Regions from separate parts of the Anser cygnoides genome. Here region 1 is linked to region 2. Evidence: chromatin contacts called from public Hi-C data. All regions are on one chromosome and are shown on one strand. Each heading gives the region's core, a stretch centred on a gene start, on an enhancer-like site or on the middle of the called end of the contact. The rest is flanking DNA. Distances are from core to core; before and after follow the strand shown. Region 1 holds the start of RPP30 (ribonuclease P/MRP subunit p30). Region 2 holds the start of HECTD2 (HECT domain E3 ubiquitin protein ligase 2).

Region 1 (7,224 bases), core at 4,105-6,604, 190 kb after region 2:
CTTCTACCTACTCATCTGTTTCAGCATTAATGATACAACATAGGAGCTTGCAGTGGGTCAGATGTGTTACAATTTCATTTTTCTGTAATAAAAACGTTTTGACAAAAAGCTGACCTGTTTTCAGATGCTCAATCAAATCACTCACACCTGCTGTTCCCACGTATTTTTAGATATTTTTAATTAAAGATATGAGAAAGACTGAGATAACTAACACCCATCACCCCACAAGTTGAGCCGATATCATTCTGCTTTGGACAGCGTTTTAAAACTAGTAATTGTTCTGACGGAAAGTCTATTCAGGATGGGTAAAATAGAGCAATACAATGTTTGGTGCCATTAGTAACAGCTGAAGAATTACTGCACCTAATGGTATTTAGGTATCAGCTTGCAACGGTGTGTATCTCCTGCAGTAGTACACCAGAACTGGACCAAAACAATTCATAGTCAAACACACTTGCAACACCTTGCTTTTTTAAGATCACAGAAGTGATAGAGTGATGGTTTTTTTGTGCAAAATATTTGCATTTCTAGTAATTTAAACCATTGTGAAAAAATAGCAGTCTTGGGCTAAGGTTACAAACAAGTCCTAACAAAGGTTTTGAAAATGACTCACATGAAGTATTTTCTCTCACTAGCACACTCTGAGCACTTCCACAACCACAAACCCCAGAATCTGTTTAGTAACACTGATATAGCAACACCTTTAAAAACTCCCAAATGTTGTGGAGGCTGTTTTCTGTATAAAGTTCTCTCTGAACTGCCAGGAGAAAATCTGGGTGAGAAAATGACAGTCTGCCCTTTGTGTATTTCCCCAAGGCTGTTCTACTTCTGTACAGCTTCAGTGCTCTTTTTGGCAGGCAAAGTAACAAACATATCACAAAGTCAAAGAAGTGAAGCTTCTCTCACTCAACTTGAACATTCAAAACAGAACCAAAAATCCCAGTCTGGCAATGAAGCAAGGGTTGGTGTGCTTAATCAGCCATACTTACTTTGGGAAATTTCATTTTATCTGTTCTTGAGATGCTATGACAACCAGAACTAGCTGTGTTTTAAAGCAAAAGAAGAGCAAGAGATACTGAGACAAAGTAATAAAAAGAGAAGTTAAAGAAAAAAAAATGAACTAGTTGTTTGGAAAAACCTCCAAGAGAAGACGAAAGATTAAAAGAAAGAAGGTAACTCTCAGAACACCACTTGAGTTCTCCTTTCAAATTCTCCCACATTTCCTGGCATTTCAGAGACCAGAAACAATTAGTGCTAACAGAAGACAGCAAATGCTTTTGGGGGGAATCTGTCAAGAGTCTGGGAAGTTAAACAGTTCAAGAAATAATTTTACTGCATGCAGACAATATTCAAATATATAAATAAATGATGTTTTCTCTCCTCACTCTCAGTGTAAGACAGATAAAGGAAACCATGGAGCAAGGGCATTGAAGTCCACTGACCAGGCAGATGTTTCACAGACTCCAACAAGTCATGCCAAGGCCCTTTACCCTCCTGCAACTTCTCCCAACCTTTCAGTCTGTCCACTGATCTGGGAGCCGACATTGTTTAATTAGCCCCATGCATGCATTCAAACTAGTCCAAGGCACTGTAAGTTGTTGTAGGACTGGCATTAACAATCAGATTGTACTTACGTGGAACAGTTTCTCAGTCTTTGGAAATACTGCTATGATGTCATATAACCTTATATTTGAGGACGTTGATCTCTACAAAAGGAGGAAACAATTACTGCTTTGACTTCTGGCAGATGACAAAGCACAGTGACTATGACCAAAGTAATAATAAGAAAAAACCCTTCCCGTTTTCACGTACTAAAACAAAGCCAATAGTAATCTAACCATATAGTTAAGTCTCTACTGCAAGCAATTCTCTGAAGTCATTTTGGGGTTTGTCCCATACACCTAGATAGGCACTTACAGCTTTTCCCTCAATAACATAGTGCTACAAACAGGCACAGGGCTTGCTCATGGTATTCTAGCGTACACACAGAAATCCAGATACCAAAGAAAAGGACCAATAACAGAACTGCTATCCCATATTGACAAATGATCAACAGAATCATATCCAGTTTTCTAAGTCTGCATCCCTTCACAATTGCTTTAGCATCTAAAGATGTAACCTGAGAAATCAGTACTGAATACCCTGTGAAATCCATGAAGCTTTCCCCTACACGATTTCCAAAGCTTCCAAAGCTTCATTCATTCACTGAGAGAAGATAATAAAAATTGGAAAACTGATATACTGAATATACTTACCAAGAGATTACAGTGAGAAGGATCAGAAACAACAAGTGTCAGACGGGTTAAGACTTTAAGTTGTTTAGATGTCCCCTATGAAGGAAAAATAATTCAAGACTTAAAAAGCTCCAAAGCAAAAATTTGTGGTGATTTTCACCCTGTTCACTACAAAAAGAAAATGGTGCCTTGCTCATTTTTTTTGCCTACACTAAAATTTCCAGAAGTGTGTAGTTAAAATTCCCTGATTTTGTTGTTTTATATTGACATGCTGGATATTATATCTGGCCTTCTGAAAAAATGACTTAGTGTGTTTCTCTGAGGAAGGGATCAACAGAAAAAATGAATATCATGCAGAAAACTGAGCATGTTTTATTACCACTGCTATGGCTCCCCAAGCAAGCAGCAACTGTGAGCAAAAGCATTTCCTGAATAATGTACATCAGTGATTCAAAATACAGACTTGGTTCGTTTTATCCAAATCTTGTTGCATCAAAACCAGAAAGAAATTTCCAAAACTCAGGCCTAAATTTCAAGAGTATTCACTGTGAATATTCAACTAGAAGATGATTCAAAATTCACACACAACACATTTTTTTAAAATCATTTATAAAATAAAGAATCGACCCTCCTCTAATGTGAGCGTATCATTCTTCCAATGTTGGGAGTTTTAAGAATCAAGCAATGGACAAATTTCTCATTTTTAGTTAACATGTAATACACAGAATCTCACAGATAAACACAAGAAAAAGATTGTAACTCAATAATAATTCATAGATGGAATGTAACTAAACATACCTGTACAATAGGTAAAGATGGAAATAACTCTGACGGAGATACTGGCTTGGCAATTTCCTTAAGAGAGAATAAAATAAAGTTATTCACAATATAATGGGTTGTTTAGAACGTAAACAAAAGTTGTGTTCCAATTCTAAAAATAAGTTTACCATCCTAACAAAACTATTTCATAGGGACAGTTCATGGATCATATTAAAAGTTAACCCCACAGCAATAATACTGAATTATAACATGGAAGTTCTGTTACAAATGAAAACATGTATTTACATCTAAATGAGCATTTTAAAGACAAAGGTATTTAGGGGCATGTAGATTTAACAATAGAAAACACGCTAAGAACAAATAAACCCAACAGAAATTACCTGTTTCTTTTCTTTAAAATCGACGACATGATTAAGAGCAACTGCAGAATATCCCACTAAAAAAAAAAAACCAAACACATCATAAGACTGTTTTGTCCAGTAAACTAATGGAAACAAAGCCAAACAGAAATCTGTCAAAAACTCATTACTTATATATCTCAAAATTAATAATTATGTACATATATATACACCTTTCACGTTGATTTTTTTTTTCTCTGAAGATTAGCTCACCAAAGAAGCATCTTAAAGTACAAAAATTTATTTTAATACACCCCAGTCATGACTACACTCACTGGATGGCAGAGCTTTATGAACACAAATGATTGCTTGAGCACAGTTTGTTGGCATGGCCAGCACCGGAGCACATACAGGAGATGAACAGTTAAGTGTTACGCTGGGCTTGCAAGTGAATTGGACAGGCTAAGAGTCATTCGGAAAATACATTCTAGATGAAGCTACTGTAAGGTCAGGAAGAAACTGGTTGAAAATTAACAGCAGATATCAATGACTTCTTGCCAAGCTGGGGGTCCCAAACATTTTGCCCTAGCTTGGTCCTATTAATGACTTTCTTTAGGAAAAATGGTTAACGACATTCAGCATACTTGTTAAAACTGCAGACAACACAAAGGTATGAAAGGTAGAGTTATATTAGAAGGCAAAGTTAGAATTCAAAACAATGTTGACAAACTGACAAAAAGTTCTCATTCAACAGGGATTAGAGAAAGATTGTACATTTGACAAAGACAAATCACCCACAAACACTCTACAGGAAGCAACTGGTTGTAAAACAATTCTTCAGGAAAAAAAAAAAAAGACCTAGGGTCTTAAGAAATTACAAGCGGAAAATGAGTCCCCAAGTTGGGAAAAAAAATATATACAATGGGATAGACAGGCTGAGATACAGACTGCAAGACACAGCACCATTTTTCCATGGTGCTCAGCACTGAGAAGACCTCAGTCTCGGTCACTTCACTTGCAGAAAACTGCAGGTCAAGCAGAGTAGGGGGAGGAGCAACGACAATGAATGAAATATGAAAATGCAGACCTGTGAGGAAACTCTGAATGGAGGTTTAGGCCAAAAGAAAGGGAAACTAAGGACAGAGATTCCTGCTGCACTTACACAAACCTTCTTGCAGCTTATATTCTGCTGCTCTCCCGGCCAGGACCAGCCCCCCTTAGGGCAGACCCACAGGCTGTGCACCAGGAGGCCAAGCCATGCTGGGGCACGGATGCCTCAGGCAGCTTTTCTCCTGCTCCATCACAGGGCTGACCTAGGAACTGCCAGGTGTGAGGCACGGGAAGCACGGCTGCGGACACAGGCTAGCAGAAGGAGGAAGACTGCAGTTTTCAACAGCAGCAGACTGGAAGATACATTGTGCACAGAAACATACTCACATTTGAACAAATACAAAGATGACATAAAGGGAAAGGCTGCCTTTAAGGGGCCAAGACACGAAGAAACTATAAAAACCATGCTGAGCAAGACCAGTAGCTCTGGAACAAGCTGCCTACAGAGGCTGTGGAGCAACTGGGGGCCCTAAAATCCTTGCAGGACAGTGACGCATCAGGCACAGCAGGCACTGCCCGGCCTCCCAAGCGCAGGGAAAGCCCTGTGCAGGGTGCCTTCGGCTCCCCTCCAGCCCAGCTCTGCCAGGATTCACACTTCTGCTGCTAACACCAACCCAGCACAGCAGGGAGAGGCCGGCATCCTCCACCCCCGGCCGGCCCGAACCGCCGCACTGCCCCAGCCCCTCCAGCCCGGCTCGGCCCGGCGCAGGGCCGGCCGCTGCCCCGCTCCCGGACTCACGGCGAGCCGCAGCCTCCAGCAGGCTCTGCAGCCCCTTCTTGTCCGGGCCCTGCGGCACGTTCAGGTCGGCGAACCCGGCCATGCTGCGCGCAGCACCGCCCCGCCCGGCCCGGGGCACCCTGGGGCTTGTAGTCCCGCCCTGGTGGCCGGGCGGGGAGCTGTGGAGGAGGCCCCGTGGCGGGCGGGGCAGGCCCCAGCCCCACAGACAGGGCTGAGGAGGGGACGAGGCATGGCCCCGTGGCCCCTGTGCAACGTGCCGGGGGCTGGGAGCAGGAGCAGCCGAGCTCGCTCGGGCCCAGCGCCCTCAGGGGCCGGTGTCGTGCCCACCAGGTGGAGCCGCGGTCCTGCTCGACTGAAGCATCACCGACCCAAATTCATGGGGCCTCAGCCGACCACTGCTTATTTGTATAAGAGTCCTTTCTAGTTATTTCAAGGCCTTTTTTTCCCATGTTAAAAAATTGTGAAATAAAGACCCAGGCTGCCATGCAAGAGATATTCCCCAAAATGCCAAAGCACTCAGGAATTACAATAGACCACAGAACGTGCACACATCGACTACGTAGCGCTGTTGCAAAACCCACAAATCTCATTTTGCTGCTGATAATCAACACAGCGTATGCGAAATAGGGGTGGTAACTACCACTGTTTTGGTTTGTTTGTGTTGGGGACTTACAACAGCAGCTGCTGAAGACAGTGTCTGCAATTTGTTCCCAGTTTTGAGGTAGTATTGCAGGCCCTTGCAAATCTTTTGCTTCCTCTTTCTTCAGACTGGGATAATTCATGAAGAAAAGTCTGTGGGGTATCTGGAACTCTGAACACTTAACCAGGCAAAACTGCTCCTCACCGGGGCCAAGGTGGCAGTGCTGACTGCTCCTGGGTATGTTGCCACGCCTTGGTAGAGCTTGGACCCATTATGCCTTGAGATTTGTGACTCGTTTGTGCCAAAGAGATCATCATAGAATCATTAAGGTTGGAAAAGACCTCCAAGATCATCTGGTCCAACCATCACCCTACCACCAATGTCACACACTAAACCATGTCCCTAAGCAACAGGTCCAACCTTTCCTTGAACACCCCCAGGGACGCTGATGCCACCACTTCCCTGGGCAACCCGTTCCAATGGCTGACTAATCTTTCTGAGAAGAAATGTCTCCTAATTTCCAACCTAAACCTCCCCTGGCTCAGCTTGAGGCCATTCCCTCTAGTCCTATCACTAGTCCTGTCACTGCGAGAAGAGATTGACTCCCAGCTCCCCACAGCTTCCTTTCAGGTAGCTGTAGAGAGCAATAAGGTTTCCCCTGAGCCTTCTCTTCTCCAGACTAAATGACCCCAGTTCCCTCAGCCACTCCTCACAGGACTTGTGCTCCAGGCCCTTCACCAGCTTTGTAGCTCTTCTCTGGGCAAGTTCCAGGGCCTCAATATCCTTTTTGTAGTGAGGGGCCCACAGCTGAACACAGTACTTGAGGAGCAGCCTCACCAGAGCAGAATACAGGGTGACGATCACCTCCCTGGTCCTGCTGGCTACACTATTCCTGATACAAGCCAGGATGCCATTGGCCTTCTTGGCCACCTGGGCACACTGCTGGCTCGTGTTCAGGCGAGCATCAATCAGCACCCCCAGATCGTTTTCCTCTGCACAGCTTTCGATCCACTCTCCCCCAAGCCTGTAGCGCTGCACGGGGTTATTGTGGCCAAACTACAGGACCCGGCACTTTGCCATGTTGAACATCATCCCATTGGCCTCTGCCCATTGATCCAACCTGTCCAGGTCCCTCTGCAGAGCCTTCCTATCCTCTGGCAGATCAACACTTCTCCCCAACTTGGTGTTGCCTGCAAACTTACTGAGGGTGCAATCAATTCCCTCATCCAAATCATCAATAAAGATATTAAAGAGGATGGGCCCCAACACTGACCCTTGGGGAACACCACTGGTGACCAGTCGCCAGCTGAATTTCACTCCATTCACCACCACGCTCCGGGCCCGGCTGTCCAGCCAGTTTTTACCCCAGCCAGGAATGTACCT
Region 2 (7,046 bases), core at 1,912-4,411:
CAACAGCCTACTCAAAAAGTAAAATTTTCCTTTCCATTCATATCTTGAAAGGTGTAACATCAGACCGTTTTTGCTTTATAGAAACCTCTACTTGTTCCTGCTTACAAGAGGCAAGTTAAATAACTTCCCACAAATTTATTTGCAGAATCTGAATACTGACATCCAAACCACCTCCCCCTATGCATTATTTTTTAATCATCATTCCACGCATAAGAAAAACCTTGGCACGTTGCAGGACCACATTAATTTATTGTGGGAGTAATTTAGCTCCACAACTTCCCTTAGGAATGAAAGCAGAAGAAAATCACCCAGAAAGGTTACCCTCTTTCAGTAACTCCACACGGTCCTTGCCTAGAAAAAGCCACGATGCAAATGGCAATAGCAGTAGTCACATAAACACTTTCTTCCAATTTTCAGCCTGCTTAAACTCCAGATGTGACATCTTTCATGCTCATGCCCTAATAAGATAACGTATACTGTGGTTATCTATTGACTCTCTCAAATTCTGACCTTTTCCACAGCTACTGTGGAGAATAGAAAGTTTAAAAGATGTGTCACACCTTCATACTGCCTTCTAGGAAGCTACAGTCATGTTGCACAAATCTATGGTGGGTCCCTAGCAATGGAAGAAAATGTCAATTGCGCAAACAACCTGGGGAGATGTTTTGAGACCAGGATATATAAGGCTCGCTCTTCACACAGAGACGAGGTAAGTCATCATATGATGGCTATACGCTTAGAAATAATAGGCAGAGATAACGAGCAAATTAACAACATCAGAAGTATTTTCATATTTGTATCAGGCATTTGTTTTTAAAGAAAAGGAATTTTAATAGGAAAAAAAAGCAAATTTTAAAGACATTTTCCCCCTTTAGTCACCTTATCAAATTATAAACTTTTCTCCAGTTTAATGACGATGCAGGTGAGAAAATGTCTGTCTTTAAAAGTGCGTGAGAATCTGATTCAGTAACATTCATTTCTGATTTTCAAGCAGAAGTTTTAATATAAAAAAAAAAATAAAAACCATCTGTATAGGATGAATCTCACACCATACTCCTGAAAACCTTGTAATTAGATGCGTAGGTTGGTCAACACTAGGGCTCAGCAGACCATCAGTCCAATACCTTCTTTCAACTCATAAAGGTCTTGCAAAAGCATATCTGCATTCCCTGTTTGGTACATTTGGACCAAAACCAGCATTCTGGTGCACACTGAGAAATCCAGGGCTGTCGAAAGATCTATTACATCTTTCCACACAGCTCTCCCTCTGTAACATACTATTAAAATCTGCATGCATCTCCGTAAGTTCAAAGTCCCCCATGCATTTGACAAGCAATCACACATAGCCAGATCTGAGCTGCTCTGTAGCAGGTCAGCTCAGACAACTTATTAATTCCTGCAGGCAGCAGTTCAGAGAAGCATGTGGGATGCCCAGCCACAAACCAGATTCTTCTCCCGATTCTTCAGGACAGTGGAAATGCTGCATAGCTGATCAGTTGCATGTATTTTTCATTACCTAAGCTAAGCCTGACACATTGTAGCCCATCATTATTTACCTTCCCCAAGGGACTGGCATCTGCCATTCCAAGTCTGAAATGGAGCACCTTTCCGAGGTTGCACCTTATCAAAGGTGCAAGTCACTCCCGGGTACTTGGCCATCGCTGTCTTCTCCCAAATCTTTATCTGAATCACAGGAACAAACACATCCTCCCAAATTCTGACAGATTTGGGAAGCTGAAAGCCTCTCAGAAGATTGGAACATCTTAGCCAAAACACAAATTGGCAGAACTGCTCAAAGGAGTTTGCAGTTTGACTACAATTACTTGGTTTAACATCACAATTATTTCATGACAGTCAAAAACGTTAAGCACTCAATCTTTTAAACTCAAATTATGGTAATTTGCTGCTGGTAATTTCTAGTAAACCTGATACTTATCAGAACCATTGAACTAAAGTCTCGTAACTATATTAGCATAGGGTTGATAAGATGTTTGCTTCATTGCTGGGCTGAATAAGTTACAGCGAGCTTTAATGTTGAGTTATACACAATAAGCGACTTACGCCAGGAAAATTTTATGTTTCACAATACTGTACAATCAGCAGAAAGAAAATCATAACTCAAGTATGATTAAAGATCTCAAATGAGGTTTCTTGAAACTAAATTGCTCTGGCAAATACCTTTCTCGACGTTTATTTTTTCTAAACCCGCGTTAACTCATTCATCACTTACCGAGCTGTTCTGTCATCTTGGCTTCAACACAATGCAAAAAACGGAAGAGACTTTTAAAGAAAAAGTTAAAAATACAGAAGCCTCTCCCAGCTAGCTGTTGCCATACGCGCATTAGGAGCCGGAGCCCCCGCTCCCAAACCCCCACCGACAGCGCTGCAAATCCTCAGCCATGACTAACCCGAGCGAGCAGACCGTTGTAAAATGTTAAAGAACTATAAGTAGAGGGAGAATTTATAGCTCCGTTATGTCACCGCTTCCAGGCGCGCTCGTTATTTTTAAGAAACTTGAATGAAAGCCTCCCCGGGCTCGGCAGCCGAGGGACGCCGCCGGCGGTGCCCGCCCGGAGCGGGGCGCGGAGCAAGCGCCCGCCGAGCCCCCGACCTACCCCGGCCGCCGCGCTGGATGCCGCCGGGAGGGGCGGCAGCTTCTCCCTCTCCTTCTCCCCTTCCTCCTCCTCTTCTTCCTCACCCTCGCCTTCCTCCTCCTCGGCCGCCGGCGGGGCCGCGCTGCCCTGGCCCAGCTCCGCGCCCGGCGGCAGCTCCGCGCCGGGGCCGGGGCCGGGGCCGGGGCCGGGGCCGGGGGGGGGAGGTCGGCGGCAGCCGTGGCCGTCGGGGGGATCGGCAGCGACATGGCCCCGCTCCCGGCTCCTGTCCCCTCGCCGGCTCCCGGAGCCCGTCCCCTCGGGCCAGCAGCCGCTCCGAGGAGCTCCGCTCCGCTCCGCTCGCGCAGCAGCGGGGCTGCTCCCGGGCGCCCAGACACCCCCGCACGGCGGGGCGGAGCGCGGCCCGGCCGCCCCCGCCGCGGCCCGGCGAGGAGCGGGGTGGGACCGTGCGGGACGGAGCGGTGCGGAGGCGGCCGGCGGCGCCGTCCCCCGCTGCCCCCGCGCCCCGCTCAGCCGCCGCGCCACCTACAGACGGCGGGCAGCGCGAGGGGCGGCCGCCGCCATGTTGTTTATAGGCGCCTCATAGAAACGCGCCTGGCGACCGGGGGCGCCGCGCGGGGGCAGCGGAGGACACGGCTACGGAAACTCCGTAGCGCAGGAAAAGGCGCCGGGCGGGGAGCGCGGGCGGCGGCCGTACGGGAATCGGGGCTGTGCTCCGCGCTCTGCGCAGCCGCCGTGGTGAGGGGGCGAGCCCGGCGCTGCGGCCGCGGGCCTGAGGGGGCTTCGCTCCCTGGGGAGGCTGGTGCAGGACGGCGAGTAAATAAATATACGAGTAATAAGTGATCGATTACGGATAAGGGACATCGGGGTGGGTGCCAGCGTGGCGCTCCGGTTCCTCTTCATCACCTCAGCGGTGGTGTGCGTTACGCTCGCAGGCAGGGTTTGGGGTTTGTCACAGTGCCTCGTTACCACATGGTAATGTCATTACAGTTTCAAATCACATTCTTTAATGAGGAAAATAAAGAAGCTAAGTATAAAAAGATTCTCTCCGTGTCTCACTGGCATAGACAGAGCGAAGCCAGGATCCGGCAACGGCAGAAGCTCAGGACGTCTGAGGCATGACCCATTTTCAGAGCCTCAGTGCCATACCCTGGGCTTGCTGAAGCTTTGCTGTTTAAAAAAAAAATAAAAAAATAAAAAATCATCTTTAGAAGACATGCTGTCTTGAACTGGTTGTAATACAACATCTAGTGTAGATGTCTAGGGGTACTGACCTACCACTTGACTTGATAAGCAAAGCTATGGGGAGTCCTACATGAGAGGGCTGTCGTGGTTGTGTATACTGAGCAACAAAACATTTAGGTCCTTGAAACCACTAGCTGCCACCTGAAGCTAGCTGCTTTCAGAGCACTCTTAATTTGCCTAGAGACCTCCCCTCCTAGTGCAGGGGTCAAAGGAGTGCAAATAGTTACGTACCAGTAGTTACGTACAAGAAATCTTCAAGATGGTTTCTTGGATAGAGGTAAACCACACAATAGTTTTTCCCCAGCACTGGCATTACACAAGTAGCTCCCGCAGGTTGGAGCTGTGGTAAAGATCTCTGTACGATGCATAAAAAAGGGCATAATTGGTACTGCAGTGGTAATCTAACACATTGAAAAATGCTTTCCATTTCTGAAGGAACTGGCAGACCTAAAGTTTGTTAGGTTTCATTAAGAAATCCCTTTGTCTCCCTACCAAGTTAAATTTGAAAGCTGTTTTTTCCAAGAAGTTCACTTCTCACTGTGCTTGCCTCCAAGTTGCTCTCAGTGGTTGGCATAAGTAAGTGGCTCACTGCAGTTAAACAAAGCCCCCCAAAACTCACTCATCTTTTTCTTTTCCTTGCTGAGAAATAACATAATGATAGTAATTGCAACAACTTCAGTACAAGCAGCTATACACTAAGTGGTAATCCGCAACTGGAAGTAATTGGCAAAGCGGTTCTGTGGAGCTATGCCAATTGGAAACATGGAAGGGTCTGTTTCCTTAAGCCTGCAGAGAGAAAGAAGCAGAGGGAAATAGAAAGTACACAAATGATTTCATAATGCCTCTTTTTTTTTTTTTTTTTCATTTCTATTGAGCTATAAGGGTCTTTTTTTGATAGCTTCAAAAATACTGAAATAGCATTTTAGCAAGATTATTTCACAAAAAGCTAATGCAACACCAGAGCAAGACATCAATTTTTTGCTGTCCATAGAAATATCGAACCTGTTCTACATTAAAACAAAGTGCTCTGTTGAACTAAACTAATTCAGGGGAATATTTTGACCCAGGACAATTAGGAAAATTGGCATAAATCTGTTAAAAATTTTTGTTCCTATTTTTGTAAAAGAGTAAAAGGACCTTATACTGAAGGAGAAATAAATGCATTTTCCTACTTCTAATAAAGGTAGCATACATCTATTGCCTAGGGTTTGTAACTAAAAGTATTTCAATATTATTCATACATCTACAACACAGTCAAAGATGTAACCATCTGGGAAAATGTGCTGGGAAAGGCACATCTAAACTGGCTTTAAATTTGCTAGTATGGATGGATGCTAGATGGTTGCAGCAGTGCTGTGTGTAATGAGGCAATGCATGTAACCATGCAATCATTCATTGCCAAAGTGATAAACAAGGGTAGTGGGCAATGGAGCATTGAGAAAAAAGGATAAAGATTGCCTGTCTTCTAACAGGCAATATTACTGTGTTCCCTCCTTTATCCTTACAAGGACCCTTTCCTTGATTCTTTTAATCACTTTGAGCAACTTAAAAGTCTTAAATCACATGTTGCCAGCTACTTCACATTATTTTGGGGGGAGTCAGGAAACAGTAAGGTTCAATCACAAGCTGTTCCTCATGCCAAGTACATTCTGCTGGGCCTACACATTCACACTGGTTCCTGGATGAGTTTTGCAGCCTGCACTGGACCCCACGCTGGCATGCCCCGCTGCTGGCTCAGATAAGCGTACATAAAGCACAGTAACACCCCTGAGTGACTATGGCTGTACATGTCCCTGAACATATTTTCTTGTACTTAAGGGAAAACAGTCCAACCTTAGCAGGGTGCTGGTCCGATCAAGCAGGAGGAGACCTTGACAATTTATTTTAGAATTATTCACAAACATATTCCTTCTATCCAAAGAGTTTGAGTCGTCAGGAAGGGGAAAAAGTCAACTGCACATCTCTGCACAATGACGTGGCCAGGCACAGACCGGCACAGGAATGACAGATGGAAACTAACTAACTGCTAACATTTGTTCACAAACGATTAGTAAATGCTTACAAGTAATAGATACACTCGCAGAGACTGGCATTTGGGAATGATGCGCGCACACACACAAAAGGCTTAATTTCCTGGCTAGTATTTTCATGACAAATAATTGAGTGTACCTGGTCACATGTTCCTCTGCAGTTAGAAGTCAGAATGCAACCATAGCCAAATTCAGCCCTGGTTTAACACAGGAACAGTAGGGGTGGTTTTAGCCCTTAGTGGTTATTATTATTAATGATTAATGATAATTATAATAATTAATGATTATAATAATTAACGGGGGGGGGGGGTGCAGGGCTTGTCTAGTTTTGGCTGGCCCTCAAATGCTTTACTAGTGTTTGCAGGAATGTCAGAGATCCTTGATGCAAGCCGACATAGCTGACATGTCAGGAATTGAAGTGGCCTTTGTCCTTTAGAAAAGATAGGCTGAATTTTTGTTTGGTTGCTGATACACTCTTGTCACACAGCTATTCTGTCTTTCTTTCTTATTGAGCAGTACTTTTTCTTCCTTATCATACTCTGAATATCTTACACACTTCCTAGTACAAAAATATTTGGACCTTCAGCAGATGTGTGCTTTATGAGATGGACCCTGAGTGGGCGCAAGGGGAAGCACAGGATGGCTGAAACATTGAAAGGGGAAGCAAAAGCTGGAGACAACCCATTTCCTCTCTATGGGAGTAGGAGAGAGATAAATGGTTGGGAGTTTTCCAACACAACAGGTTTTCGGCAAAACATTTCAGTTTCAACAGAAAGACCTGATTCATTGAAATAGAAATGTTTTACAAAAAAGCATCTTTTTCAGTGACCTTTTAACAGAACTCAGGCAGGATGCCACTGAAACCCACCCGTTACTCTGCCGACTCAGTTGGAGGCCTCACCATACGTGCCATGTGAATCATGTCAAAATCAGAGACCACACGACTTCTGAACTCCCGAGCTGCTCTACCCTCCCATGCCACCTGCCCACATCACCTTCTAGGGAAGATGGAAGTCCATGTCTGCCCACAAGTCATACCTGGTCCAAGACATCCTCAGGGTTCATAAGGATGATCCCAGTCTTGCCTGACCTCCCTTGTTGGCAGCTGTCCTTTTCCCTTGAAGTTGGACTAAGGCGTAAATTTTTGAAATTTTGTCCT

Evidence for each region. A called contact is a pair of places that touch in the nucleus more often than the background predicts.
Region 1: a Hi-C map of liver shows a contact between it and region 2, with 2.9 times the contacts expected there. The contact joins the promoter of RPP30 here to the promoter of HECTD2 in region 2. A contact is called at or near these places in 3 of 7 Hi-C or Micro-C datasets (granulosa cells and liver).

Annotation. Positions count from the first base shown.
Region 1 is chr7:17,813,798-17,821,021 of Taihu_goose_T2T_genome, forward strand. It overlaps RPP30 (ribonuclease P/MRP subunit p30), which reads right to left and starts at 5,355. Exons shown (of 11, transcript XM_048069301.2): 1 at 5,202-5,355; 2 at 3,395-3,450; 3 at 3,033-3,089; 4 at 2,256-2,330; 5 at 1,635-1,706. The coding sequence starts at 5,283.
Region 2 is chr7:17,628,828-17,635,873 of Taihu_goose_T2T_genome, forward strand. It overlaps HECTD2 (HECT domain E3 ubiquitin protein ligase 2), which reads right to left and starts at 3,162. Exons shown (of 23, transcript XM_048069026.2): 1 at 2,789-3,162; 2 at 2,616-2,786. The coding sequence starts at 2,860.